2 separate regions of the Oryctolagus cuniculus genome follow, and region 1 is linked to region 2. A link is a contact called in public Micro-C data. All regions are on one chromosome and are shown on one strand. The core of a region is the stretch at or near the end of the contact, and the rest is flanking DNA. Distances in the headings are between cores, read along the strand shown.

The links. A called contact is a pair of places that touch in the nucleus more often than the background predicts.
Region 1: a Micro-C map of ear pinna shows a contact between it and region 2, with 2.5 times the contacts expected there. The contact joins the promoter of PAIP2 here to the promoter of SIL1 in region 2. A contact is called at or near these places in 2 of 6 Hi-C or Micro-C datasets (ear pinna and an unstated tissue).

What each region holds. Positions count from the first base shown.
Region 1 is chr6:27,107,825-27,114,591 of mOryCun1.1, reverse strand. PAIP2 (poly(A) binding protein interacting protein 2) reads right to left here and starts at 5,459. Exons shown (of 4, transcript XM_002710245.5): 1 at 5,291-5,459.
Region 2 is chr6:26,966,654-26,973,248 of mOryCun1.1, reverse strand. It overlaps SIL1 (SIL1 nucleotide exchange factor), which reads left to right and starts at 1,562. Exons shown (of 9, transcript XM_008255099.4): 1 at 1,562-1,787.

The DNA of each region.
Region 1 (6,767 bases), core at 4,210-6,709, 140 kb before region 2:
AAAAAAAGAAAAAGAAAATTTCCCATCAGTTTATCACTTGGAAGCTTTAGAGAATCACTGAATTCCTTAACATTTGGCAGTATAAAATAATTTTACATCAGAGTGCCTGGGTTTAATTCTCAGCTCTGGCTCCTGTTTTTTGGTGTCCACTATTGCAGGCCCTTAAAGCAAAATGAGCAAAACAGTGATGGCTCAAATAACTAGGATTCTGCCACTCACGTGAAAGACCTGGATTGTGTTCTTGGTTTACAGCCTACCCCAGTGATCATGGTTGCTGGCACTTGAAACAGTGAACCAGCAGATAGAAGCAATGTCTCTCTTCCCCTCTCAAATAACCTTTAAAAAATCACATCCCAGCTATGCCATTGACCACCTATTGGACCTGAGTATGTCACTATATCACAGGCAGTATGCTTAATGGTTAGGAGCACATAATCAACAGAAACCTTGGATCTAAATTCTAGCTCTTACTAGCTATGTGACACTGGGTATGTTACTTCACATCTCCCAGTTGTTATCTTCATTTTACAGAAATGTTTAAAATTAAATTAGTTGATATTTGCAAAAGTTCTTAGAAAATACCTGACATTTCTAAAACCTTACAGATACATGCTAAAAAAAATTAAAATAACCTGTCAAGATCTTTATTCCTCAACTTCAAAACAGGCAAGATAAAATCTGTTCTACCATTGGGGTTGGCGCTGTGGCGCAGCAGGTTAATGCCCTGGCCTGAAGCACCGGCATCCCATATAGGCGCCAGTTCTAGTCCCGGCTGCTCCTCTTCCAATCCAGCTCTCTGCTATGGTCTGGGAAAGCGGTAGAGGATGGCCCAAGTGCTGGGGCCCCTGCACCCACATAGGAGATCCGGAAGAAGCTCCTGGCTTCGGATCAGCGCAGCTCCGGCCGTTGCAGCCGTCTGGGGAGTGAACCATCGGACAGAAGAACTCTTTCTCTCTTTTTGTAACTCTGACTTTCAAATAAAAAAAATCTGTTCTACCACAGCTGGTATTGTGGCATAGCAGGTTAAGTCACTGTCTGTGACACCAGCATCCCACATCAGAGCACTGGTTTGAGACCGGGATGCTCTCTTCTGCTCCAGTTCCCTGCTAAGGTGCCTGGGAAAGCAGAAGATGGTCCAATTACGTGGGCCTCTGACAGCCATGTGGGAGACCAAGATGGAGTTCTTGGCTCCTTGCTTCAACGTGGACCAGCCCTAGCTGTCTGCAGAGTGAACTAGCGAATAGAAGATCTGTTTCTCTCTCTCCCTCTGTCACTCTGCCTTTCAAATAAATCATTTTGTTATTCAGCTTATTTATTTGAGAAGCAGAGTGACAGGGAGAGACGGAGAGAGAGAGATCTTCCATCTGCTGCCTCACTCCCCATATTGCCACTATGGCTAGGGCTGGGCGAGGACAAAGCCAGGAGCCAGGAACACCATTGGGGTCTCCCACTTGGGTGGCAGGGACCCAAGCACCTGGGTCACCCTCCACTGCTTTCCCAAGACCTACCAGCAGAGAGCAGAATCTGAAGTGGAACAGCCAGAGTTGGAACTGGCATTCACATGGGATGCTGGTGTCACAGGAAGTGGCTTACCGTCCTGAGCCACAACATCGGCCCCAATAAATAAATCTTAAACAAACAAACAAAAACAGTGGGGCCAGGACAGTGGGCTAGGGCACCAGTTTGAGTCCTGGCTGCTCAATTCCAAACCTGCTCCCCGCTAATGTGCCTGGGAAAGCAGCAGAAACTGGACAGTGCTTGGGCCCCTGAGCACACGTGGGATATCACAATGAAGCTCCAGGCTCCTGGCTTCGGTCTGGTCCATTTCCAGCCAATGCAGTCATTTGGCAAGTGACTCAGAAGATGGAAGATCTCTCTGTCTCTCCTCTCTGTAATTCTGACTTTCAAGAAAGTAAATAATAAATAAGCCTTTAGGGGCCAGCACTGTGGCACAGAAGGTAAAGCCGCCGCCTGCAGTGCCAGCATCCCATATGGGCGCTGGTTCAAATCCCCACTAGCTCTACTTTTTTTTTTTTTTTTAAGATTTTATTTTTTTATTTGAGAGGTAGAGTTACAGACAGTGAGAGGGAAAGTCAGAGAGAGAAAGGTCTTCCGTCCGTTGGTTCAGTCCCCAAATAGCCACAATGGCCGGAGCTATGCCGATCCGAAGCCAGGAGCTTCTTCTGGGTCTTCCACGTGGGTGCAGGGGCCCAAGGGTTTGGGCCATCTTCTACTGCTTTCCCAGGCCATAGCAGAGATGAATTGGAAGAGGAGCAGCCGGGACTAGATGCAACGTCCACATGGGATGCCAGCGCCGCAGGTGGAGGATTAACCTAATGCACACCAGCGCCGGCCCCTAGCTCTACTTCTGATCCAGCTCTCTGCTGCGGCATGGAAAAACAGTAGAAGATGGCCCAAGCCCTTGGGCCCCTGCACCCACGTGGGAGACCTGGAAGAAACTCCTCGATCTTAGCTTTGGATTGGTACAGCTCCGGTCATTGCAATCCACTGGGGAGTGAGTCATCGGATGGAAGATCTCTCTGCCTCTCCTTTTCTGTGTAACTCTTTTAAATACATAAATAAATCTTAAAAACAAAAAAAACCAAAAAAACAAAAAAAAAACACCTTTTTAAAAAAATTGCTCTACAGGAGCAACCATTTTTTAAAAAATTTATTTATCTGAAAGTCAGAGTTACACAGAGAGGCGAGGCAGAGAGAGATCTTTCATCTGTTGGTTCATTCCCCAATTGGCTGCAACAGCCGGAGCTGTGCCAATCCGAAGTCAGAAGCCAGGAGCTTCTTCTGGGTCTCCCATGCAGGTGCAGAGGCCCAAAGACTTGGGCCATCTTCTACTGCTTTCCCAGGCCACAGCAGATAGCCAGATTGGAAGTGGAGCAGCCAGGTCTCAAACCGGTGCCCACATGGGATGCCAACACTGCAGGTGGTGGCTTTACCCATTATGCCACAGCGCCGGCCCCAGCAACCATTAAGCTGCAGCTTGGGATGCCTACATCCCATATAAGTGTCATTCTGATTCCTAGCACCTATTCTGATCTAGCTTCCTGCTAATGTATCCTGGGAAGCAGAAGATGCTTGCTTAAGTACTTAGGTCCCTGCCACCTGCATGGAAACCAAGATGGAGTTCCTGGTTCTTGGTTTCAACCTCTCCTAGCCCTGGCTATTGTGATATTTGGGGGTGTGAACCAGCAGATGGGGCTATCACTGTGGTGCAGCAAGTTAAGCCACCACCTACAGACCAGAATCCCATATAAGCGACTGTTCAAGTCCCACTGTTCCACTTCCAATCTAGTTCCCTGCTATGTGCCCGGGAAGGTAACAGAGGATGGCTCAAGTGCTTAAGCCCCTGCCACCCATGAGAGAAACCCAGATGGAGTCCTGGGCTCCTGGCTTCAGCCTGCCCCAGCACCAGCTATTACAGCTATTTGCAGAATGAACCAGCAGATGAAGATCCTTCTCTCTCTCACTCTGTTTTAACACTGCCTTTCAGATAAATAAACCTTAAAAAAAAAAGTTTGTAAATTATCAAAAAAAAAAAAAAAACAAAAAACAAACCCGTAAAGTTACAAAAGCTTATTAAAAGGAGCAGGGTCTGATTTTTTCACCTTCCTTAATCTCCTACAGTATTCACTAAATTTCTGTGCTAAAAGGGGCATTTTATAAGTTTTATTAAAACTGGAGTATCATGCTCCAATCACAAATTAAATATGAATAACACAGTGGGTGCTTACTCAAGGAAAAGCCTGCTATACATAAACTCACTCTCCTACAAAAGGTGGAGATCATCCACCTCTCTTTGTGCTCTTAAAGAGTAGCATACACAACCTTTAATCTAATCAATCTATTCTCTGCCTCTCATCCCTTAAACAAACTGAAGCTACCTATCTTCATTTATGATAGGTGTGAGACACAGTTCAGTTTTGTTCAAGGTCACAATGAAGTAACATAAACAGGATTTGCCCCACATATCCTGTCTCACACAAACCAGAAACAGAACCACAAACAGCAAATACTGTTTCACTAAAAATCTTTTATAAAAGATTCTCTTGTATTTGCAAACATAACCAATGGCCAATCACACTGAATGGCTCTTTAATGAAAATGCAAATCAACATCTGATCAAATGCTCAAATGAAATTTGTAAAACAAACAAACAAACAAAAACAAAACCAGGGCCACTACTACAGTAGGAGAGGAGATCGGCCAGTCGGCACATGCAAAGTGGGAATTTGCCTTCTGTTGAAATCAGTGTCAGTGCTGTGTTAGACCTAGGCTCAAGGAAAACGGAAGCCTATTTCTTTCTAGAATTTGTAGTTTCCATGAGCTGATGGAGCTGGCTGAAAAATCAGGGAAATCAAGACAACAAAAGGAAGCAGTTAAGGCCCCTTTTGGGAGTCATTAGAAACACCACCACTGGCTGCTTCAACCAATGTTTTCAAAGCATAACTTCACCACAAGCCTTGTAATTCTCTGCAGTGGTGGTAGGGCAGGAGGGGAGTAAGCCGTCATTTCACTCAGAGAGTCATTACCAGAATCAGACTGTGGACTGGGTGGGCCCTTAAAGTCCATCAAGCTCAAAAGCAGCCCTTTTGGATCGAGGGTTTTCAGAACCCGAGACAAAGCTCCGACTGTCGTGTGGAGCATGGGATCCAAGTGACAGGAGGGGGTCGGGAAGGCGCAGAAAGCAGAGCGTCAGAAAGGAGCGGGCCTGTCGCCTGTCGCAGGAGGCTCCCCCGGACGCGGCTGCCTAGCCGTCCCCCCGCCCCTTTCCCCCCGCCCCAGCTCGGCAGGACCGCGCACGCGCACCGGCCACGGGCTGCGCGTGGCGACGCGCAGGCGTAAAGTGGGTAGAAACAATGAGCTTTGTTGCCGAGGTGGTGGAGGGGGGCAGGGGAGAGGGGCATGGGGCCGGGGGAGAACAGATGGGGTGGGGGGTGGCGTTCAGGAACGCGAGAAAGCGCTATCCCGACAACCTTCGCGCGCCACTGAGAACCCGGATAGAGAGCGAAGAGATCCAAATCATAAATAATGACAATGAGGGGGGAAAAAAAAAGCGACGGCCATTTCTCAAGAAAAGAAGGAGATGAAGTCGGCCCAAGCTCACCCCTCAGATTCGGCAGGAAGAGGGAACGGGCAACGGCGATCTTTCGGGGCCCCGGTGGCCAACAAACCCGGGGGGCCCTCTAGACCCTCCAGCCGTCGCCAAGGCACTGTCCCTGACCGCCGGAACCGCCGCAGCCCTCTCACTGCTCCGCCCGAGGGGTACCCTCACCCAGTGAACGGCAGCGGGGACGGCAGCCAACGAAACCTGTCGGCCTCCGCGGATCTCCACAGGCAACGCCGCTCCCCCGCTCGACGTGCGCTTTGCCCGCCGCCTCCCTTCTCCAGTCCAAACAAACACCCAGACCGGAAGTGACTTCACTTCCGCCTCCACTGACCCCGCCCTCTCGTTCCGTCAGCGCTGCGCACCCTCCGAGGCCACTAGAGGGCGCGCGAGAGAACGCGGGATCTCTTCATCGCCTCAGCCGTCCAGCGTGCAGGGGGAACAACAGCCTTTTTGCGCGCGGGAGGTGGGCCGCGGCGTAAGCCTGGAGCCCTGTGCGTTCCCTCTGAGGGCGGGAGTGGGGACGGGCTGTTGTTCCCACACCCGCTGAGCCCTGGAGAATGAAGGGATGCACTGGTTGGGGAGCTGGGGCCTGAAAAACATATAGACGACACACACAAACGTGAACTCCTACGGACATCACACACGCACACTGATAGCCAAGAGGAACATCTAGAAAACAGGGCGCTCACACCCAGACATAGGTACTGAAAGTAATAGGGCCAGGGCCACACTGAGTGACACGCCGCCTCAGCGTCACACTGAGATGCTGACACAGAGCAGTTAAAGACCTGGCCTGCAGTGCCGGCATCCCATATGAGCGCCGGTTCGAGTCCCGGCTGCTCCTCTTCCGATCCGGCTCTCTGCTCTGTCCTGGGAAAACCCCTGCATCCACATGGGAGACCGAGAAGAAGCCAGGCTGGCTTCGGATCAGCTCAGTTCTGGCCCTTGTGGCCACTATGGTTGCAGGGGCTCAACGACTTGTGCCATCTTCTACTGCTTTCCCAGGCCATAGCAGAGAGCTGGATCGGAAGTGGAGCAGCTGGGACTCAAACCGGCGCCTATATGGGATGCTGGCACTGCTGGGCACTGGCTTTACCCACTACCCCACTTCCCATACATTATTCTTATTCCTGCTTTTTTGCTATCACTGGCGAGTCCCAAGATAGGTTTCTAGTGATACTGAGTAAGGTAAAGAAGAGTTAAAGGGGCCGACACCATGGCGCAGTAAGTTAATCCTCCGCCTGCAGCACCGGCATCCCATCTGGGTGCTGGTTTGAGTCCTGGCTTCTCCTCTTCCAATCCAGCTCTCTGCTGTGGCCTGGGATAGCAGTAGAAGATGGCTCACATGCTTGGGCCCCTACACCCACGTGGGAGACCAGGAAGAAGCTCCTGGCTCCTGGCTTCGGATCCGCGCAGCTCTGGCTGTTGTGGCCATTTGTGGAGTGAACCAGCGGATGGAAGACCTCTCTCTGTCTCTCCCTCACTGTCTGTAGCCCTACCTCTCAAATAAATAAATAAATAAAAATCTTTAAAAAAAGAGTTAAAAAAGAATCTGGATGGTTGAGTATGTATGCATCATATTTGAAAGGGGATACACTGTCTTCCTTCTTGGGAGAGAAGAGGAACATCAATGGAAGATCAA
Region 2 (6,595 bases), core at 313-2,812:
GCCCCGACCGGGACTAGAACCCGGTGTGCCGGCGCCGCAAGGCGGAGGATTAGCCTAGTGAGCCGTGGCGCCGGCCCCACTGATTCATTTTTAAGATTTGAGGTTATTTTATTTTCAAGAGTTTTACTCTGTTACTACTTTTCATTTATAAATTGTGCCAGGTCCAATTATAATTATTTATTAATTCTATAATTTATCTTTCACACAACAGATATCTAGTGAACATTTTATTATGTGTCCATGGTTATCCTAGTTAGAGACACAAGCTAGACTCATTCCGGGCCCAGCTACTCTCACAGATCTGGGAGTGAAATGGACGCGTGAGGTCTTCCTCCCCAGGCTGCTACTAGTCAAGGTGAGGTCAGTGGCTGTGAAGTCATTTCCCACTGGTCTGAGGTAGAGGTATGATCAAGAAGGTAAGTGGACTGCTAGAAGCTCCCCTAACTTACCAGAAAGAGAAAGGAATTTCAGATCTCAGCACCAGGTTGATTGCTGTCTTTGGGGGAGGTGTGGGTTTACATTATTCTCCTCACCCCCATTTATGAATGAGCAGGAATCACTGCGTGGGTGTTCTGAGGAGGCAGGCAGCACCCATCTTGTTGGCCTGCTCTAGGCAAGACAAAGGTCCAGCAGGGTGGAACAGTGACAAGAGAACAGGACTTTAGAAGCATCCAAATCTAGCTTGAATTCTGAGCTCTACCACTTGCTGACCATTTGATCTTGTATAATTCCTTTAACTCCTGTGAGCCTCAGGTTCCCCACTTATAAACAGACGATGGGGCTGCGGCTGGGGCTGGGGCTGTGGCGTAGCAGGTGAAGCCACTGCCTGCAGTGCTGGCATCCCATATGGGCGCCGGTTCGAGATCTGGCTGCTCCACTTCTGATCCAGCTCTCTGCTATGGCCTGGGAAAGCAACAGAGGATGGCCCACGTGCGTGGGCCCCTGCACCCACGTGGGAGTCCTGGAAGAAACTCCTGGCTCCTGGCTTTGCATTGGTGCAGCTCTGGCCATTGGGGGCCATCTGGGGGAGTGAGCCAGCGGAAGGAGGACCTCTTTCTCTCCCTCTGACTCTCTGTAACTCTGCCTTTCAAGTGAATAAATCTTTTAAAAAAATGACAGTTCCCATCTTAGAAAATTATGTGAAGTAAATATAATGTATTTACAGCACCTGGCACATATAAATTTATTCAGTTGTAGAGCAGAATTAGAATTGCAGGCGAACTTTCTTATTTTTAAATAATTGGTTGTCAAAACTTACACAATACTCGACTATTTAAAGTGGGTGACACTAGTGGCCTACTTGGCGTCAATTTTCAAAGGACTATTTATTGCTTGAGCCTCAACTTCTGTCTCAAACTGAGTCATAACAGCTTGATTTATTTTTACTCCTACCCCCTCTGGTTTCTTTCTGCGTCTCTTTCCGATAGAAAGAAATTACGCTGTTGAGAAGCCGGGGAAGAAACTTGGAAAACACCCCAGGGCCGTTCGCTCTTTTCGATTTCTCTTACTGCGGCGGAGGGACACACACACACAAAATACCAAGAGGTCGGCGTAGGAAGACGCTAGGGGCGGGGCTAACAGCCGCGAGTGCGCCGAGGGAGCGAAGCGGCCTCCCGCCGACCTGGCCGTCAACAATTGGGCGTGGCTGTAGGCGACGTAATAGCTGCGCGCGCTGCAATTCACGCGGTCGTCGCTGCGTTTGCGCACCGGGAGCTGGTTGCCGCTGCAGCCGCCTGGAATTGTGGGGGTTTTGTCTGCCCCTCGGCTGCCGTGGCGGGAGGCCGCAGGTAGGGGCTGTGAGGGCCACTCGGCCGTGGAACGGGGCGGGGGGCTCAGGGCGCTGCCTGGGCCTCCTCCTGCCAGCGACCTCGGCGCCTTCCCACCGGCGGTCCAGGGTCCCTACACGTTTCCTCTCGTGTCCTAGTCAGCCGGCGCGCTCAGCCCGAGGGCTGCCTTTTCTGACTTGGGCTTCAGCCACCCCTTCCTCGCCAAGTAGATGAGGCAGTGCGAGTGCGAGACTGGCTTTGGGCCTCACGTGTGTTTCCGTTTCCTGCCGTCTCCCCTTCTCCCGGCCTCAGTTTCCGCATCTGTCCTAAGTTACGTGCATCGGTGGATTAGATGGTGCTCTCTGAGACCCCGCCAGTGTTGGCGAGATCTCTTCTGTCCCTTCTCCATCAGGAGTTGTGCCCTGCCTCCTTCAGGTTTCCTCTTGCCCGTTGCGTGTTTGCCTTTGCTCCGGCAGATGGAAGACTTAGGTGTCCTCAGGTCTCAGGGGTTTACGCATCGTCCCTGGGCTGCACCCCTGCGGTTTTGGACTGAACGGCAGTTCCCACGCCAGGTAGTTCCCATTTGGGTGGTCCTGGAACCATTCCTTTGAGAAGCTGTGCTTTAAAAGGCTGGAGGTCAGGACTTACCTAAGAGCACCTGGGATGGGACTCCGTTGGGGAAAGACCAGGAGTCAGGAGATGCCTAACACTTGAGAGACCAGTGGAGGCTTCCTTTACACTATAGGAGGTAGACTGATGCCTTTTGTTTTCACTTTTTAATAAAGATTCATTTGTTTGAGAGGCAGAGTTACAGACTGAGGGCGGAGAGAGACACAGAGAGAGAGAGAGAGGTCTTCCACTCCCAGGTTCACTCTCCAAATAGCTCCATCAGCCGAGCTGGGCAGATCTGAAACCAGGAGCCAGGAGTTTGTTTCAGGCCTCCCACGTGGACGTAGGGGCTCAAGCATTTGGGCCATCTTCACTACTTTCCCAGGCACGTTAGCAGGGAGCTGGATTGGAAGTGGAGCAGCTGGAATATGAACCAGCAGGCATATGGGGTGCTGGCGCCGCAGGCAGAGGCTTAACCTACTACACCATGGTGCTGGCCCCAGTTTAATGCCTTTTGAAATATACATTTACTCAGGCCAGCTCCGTGGCTCACTTGGTTAATTCTCTGCCTGCAGCACAGGCATCCCATATGGGCACCAGGTTCTAGTCCCAGTTGCTCCTCTTCCAGTCCAGCTCTCTGCTGTTGCCCAGGAGGGCAGTGGAGGATGGCTCAAGGGCTTGGGCCCCTGCACCAGCATGGGAGACCAGGAGGAAGCACCTGGCTCCTGGCTTCAGATTGGTGCAGTGTGGTGGCCATTTAGGGGGTGAACTAACTCTGCCTGTCAAATTAAAAAAAAAAAAAAAAAAGAAATATACATTTACTCATGCAAGATCAGTTTTCTAATAATATATATTTTAAAGATTTGTTTATATGAAAGCCAGAATTATGTACAGAGGGGGAGAGAGCAGTTCCATCTGCTAGTTCACTCTTCAAATGACCACAAAGTCCTGGGCTGGGTCAGGCAGAAGCCAGGAATTTGTAGCCTCATCTGGGTCTACCATGGGAGTGGCAGGGACGCATGCACTTGGGCCATTTTCTGCTGCTTTCTCAGGAACATTAGCAGGGTGCTGGAGTGGAAGTGGAGCAACCAGGATTTGAACCTGGACACAAAGTGGTGCTTATATGGGATGCAGGTATGTTAGCAGGGTAACCCACAGTGCTGGCACTTCTAATAAATATTCTTTTGGATTTTTAATTAATTTATTTATTTGAGAGTTAGAGTTACAGACAGTGAGAGGGAGAGAAAGAGAGAGAGGTCTTCCATCCGCTGGTTCACCCCCCCAAATGGCTGCAAGGGCCAGAGCTGAGCTGATCCAAAGCCAAGAGCCAGGAGCTTCTTCTCTGTCTCCCTCATGGATACAGGGGCCCAAGGACCAGGCCACCTTCTGCTTTCCCAGGCCTCAGCAGAGAGCTGGATCAGAAGAGCAGCCGGGACTACAACCAGCACCCAATTGGGATGCTGGTGCCACAGATGGAGGATTAACCTACTGCACCACAGTTCCAGCCCCTATAAATATATATATATACATTTTTTTTTTTTGACAGAGTGGACAGTGAGAGAGAGAGACAGAGAGAAAGGTCTTCCTTTTGCCGTTGGTTCACCCTTCAATGGCCGCCGCGGCCTGCGCACTGCGGCCGGCGCACCATGCTGATCCGAAGGCAGGAGCCAGGAGCCAGGTGCTTCTCCTGGTCTCTCATGGGGTGCAGGGCCCAAGCACTTGGGCCATCCCCCACTGCACTCCCTGGCCACAGCAGAGAGCTGGCCTGGAAGAGGGGCAACCGGGACAGAATCCGGCGCCCCGACCAGGACTAGAACCCGGTGTGCTGGCACCGCAAGGCGGAGGATTAGCCTAATGAGCCATGGCGCCGGCCCCCAATATATTTTTTTAAAGATTTACTTTATTTATTTGAAAGGGCCGGCACCGCGGCTCACCAGGCTAATTCTCCGCCTTGTGGTGCCGGCACACCGGGTTCTAGTCCCAGTCGGGGCACCAGATTCTGTCCCGGTTGCCCCTCTTCCAGGCCAGCTCTCTGCTGTGGCCAGGGAGTGCAGTGAGGATGGCCCAAGTGCTTGGGCCCTGCACCCCATGGGAGACCAGGAGAAGCACCTGGCTCCTGCCAACAGATCAGCGCGGTGCGCCGGCCGCAGCACGCCGGCCGCGGCGGCCATTGATTGGAGGGTGAACCAACGGCAAAAGGAAGACCTTTCTCTCTGTCTCTCTCTCTCACTGTCCACTCTGTGAAAAAAAAAAAAAAAAAAAGAAACAGTGAGAGGTGGAGATAGAGAGGTCTTCCATCTGCTGGTTCACTCCCCAGATGGCTGGAACAGTTGGAGCTGCACTGATCTGAAGCCAGGAGCCAGAAGCTTTCTCCAGGTCTCCCACGTGGTTGCAGGGGCCCAAGGCCTTGAGCCATCTTCTGCTATCCCAGGCCATAGCAGAGAGCTGGATTAGAAGAGGAGCAGCTGGGACTGGAACCGGCGCCCATTTGGGATGCTGGTGCTTCAGGCTAGGGCCTTAACCTGCTACGCCACAGCGTCAGCACCCCTCCCCAATTTTTTTTTAAGAGTTATTTATTTATTTGAAAGAGTTACAGGGAGGGAGAGAGAGAAAGGGGAAGGGGAGAGGGAAGGAGGGAAGGAAGGAGATCTTCCAGTGGGTCACTCAAATGGCTGTAACGGCTGGAGCTAGGCCAGTCAGAAGCCAGGAACTTCTGGGTCTCCCACGTGGGTGCAGTGGCCCAAACATGTGGGCCATCTTCTACTGCTTTTCTAGGCCATAGCAGAGAGATTGGAAGTGGAGTAGCTGGGATTTGAACCAGTACCCATGTGGGATGCTGGCACTGCAAATGGCTTTACCTGCTATGCTGCAGTGCCAACCCTTCTAATAAATATTTCTAAATGCCTGATTTTGATCCATGCCCAGCTGGCTTTCTCATGTTAATAAACAAAACCATAAACTGCTTTGAGGGATGGAGAGGGTTATGTTAACCATAGCTAGACAGCAGAATGAATTTTCCGTATTTGCTTGGATAAACTGATAACGTTTATAAATACTGTGTGAAATATCCTCACCTGTCTCGTCAAGAGATGGAAGTGCAGTGAAAGTGAGACTTTATTTTCATTGATATTACAAGATCAAATGTTGGATGATCAGGCACACTGGGAGCAGTTACAGTAAGCAATTCATAACCTAGCCCATAGATCCCTCCCCCAGTTCCTTGTTGGCTAAATGCTATGTGGTGTACAAGCTTACTGGACCTAACATAAGTTGCCTGAGTTACAGAGTCACTTCCTTCTCTCTAATTTCTTCTTGGGAGTTGGCTATTCCATAATATCCTGCTTGCCTAGTGACTTTTGCTACTTTGTGAGTCAGCTAACAATTTTCAATTCTGTGTTGAAAATGCACAGCCAGACATTTTTCACAATACTAAAATTATTTGTTTTGACAGTGAAAATGTGTGTGTGTGCATACACTTTTTTTGTTTTCTGATAATAGTATAGCCAGATTCTGAAATAAGATTTTCCTGGGAGCCAGGGTATAACCATATTAAGATTGATATTTTTTTAAATAAAGATTTACTTGTTTTATTTGAAAGAGTTAAAATTAGAGAGGGAGAGAGAGAGGAGAGAGATCTTCCATCTGCTGGTTCACTCCATGTATGGGCACAACAATCAGGACTAGGCCAGGCTGGAGCCAGGAGCGAGGAGCTGTGGGTTTGGGGTCTGAGCACTTGGACCATCCTCCACTGCTTTTCCAGGTGCATTAACAGGGAGCTGGATCAGAAGTGAAGTAGCCAGTATTTGAAGCAGTGCCCATATAAATACTGACACTGCAGATGGCAGGCTAACCTGTTGTGCCACAGCACTGGACCCTGGTATTGATGTTTGTGTAACCTGGGTCAGAAGTTGGTTTGTGGTTTCAGTTGAGAACATGGCCACACCAGATTTATTCTAACCTTTCTTTCAGATGCTTAGTGAATTTAATCTTCTAATTAGTACAAGTGCTGTTCTGATGAAGTTGGCAAGAAATAAAGACTTGGTACCCTCATTTTATGGATGATTGGAACAGAATATGTGAAGAGGCATGTGGCAGCCCAAGAAAGAAAACTTGCCTGCTACTTTGATACCTTTTTTCCTCCTCTTCCCTGCTGTTGGTTGAAGGCCAACTATTTGCAGAGGCCAACTTTGAGCCTTGATATGTTTCATTGGCAGGAAAAA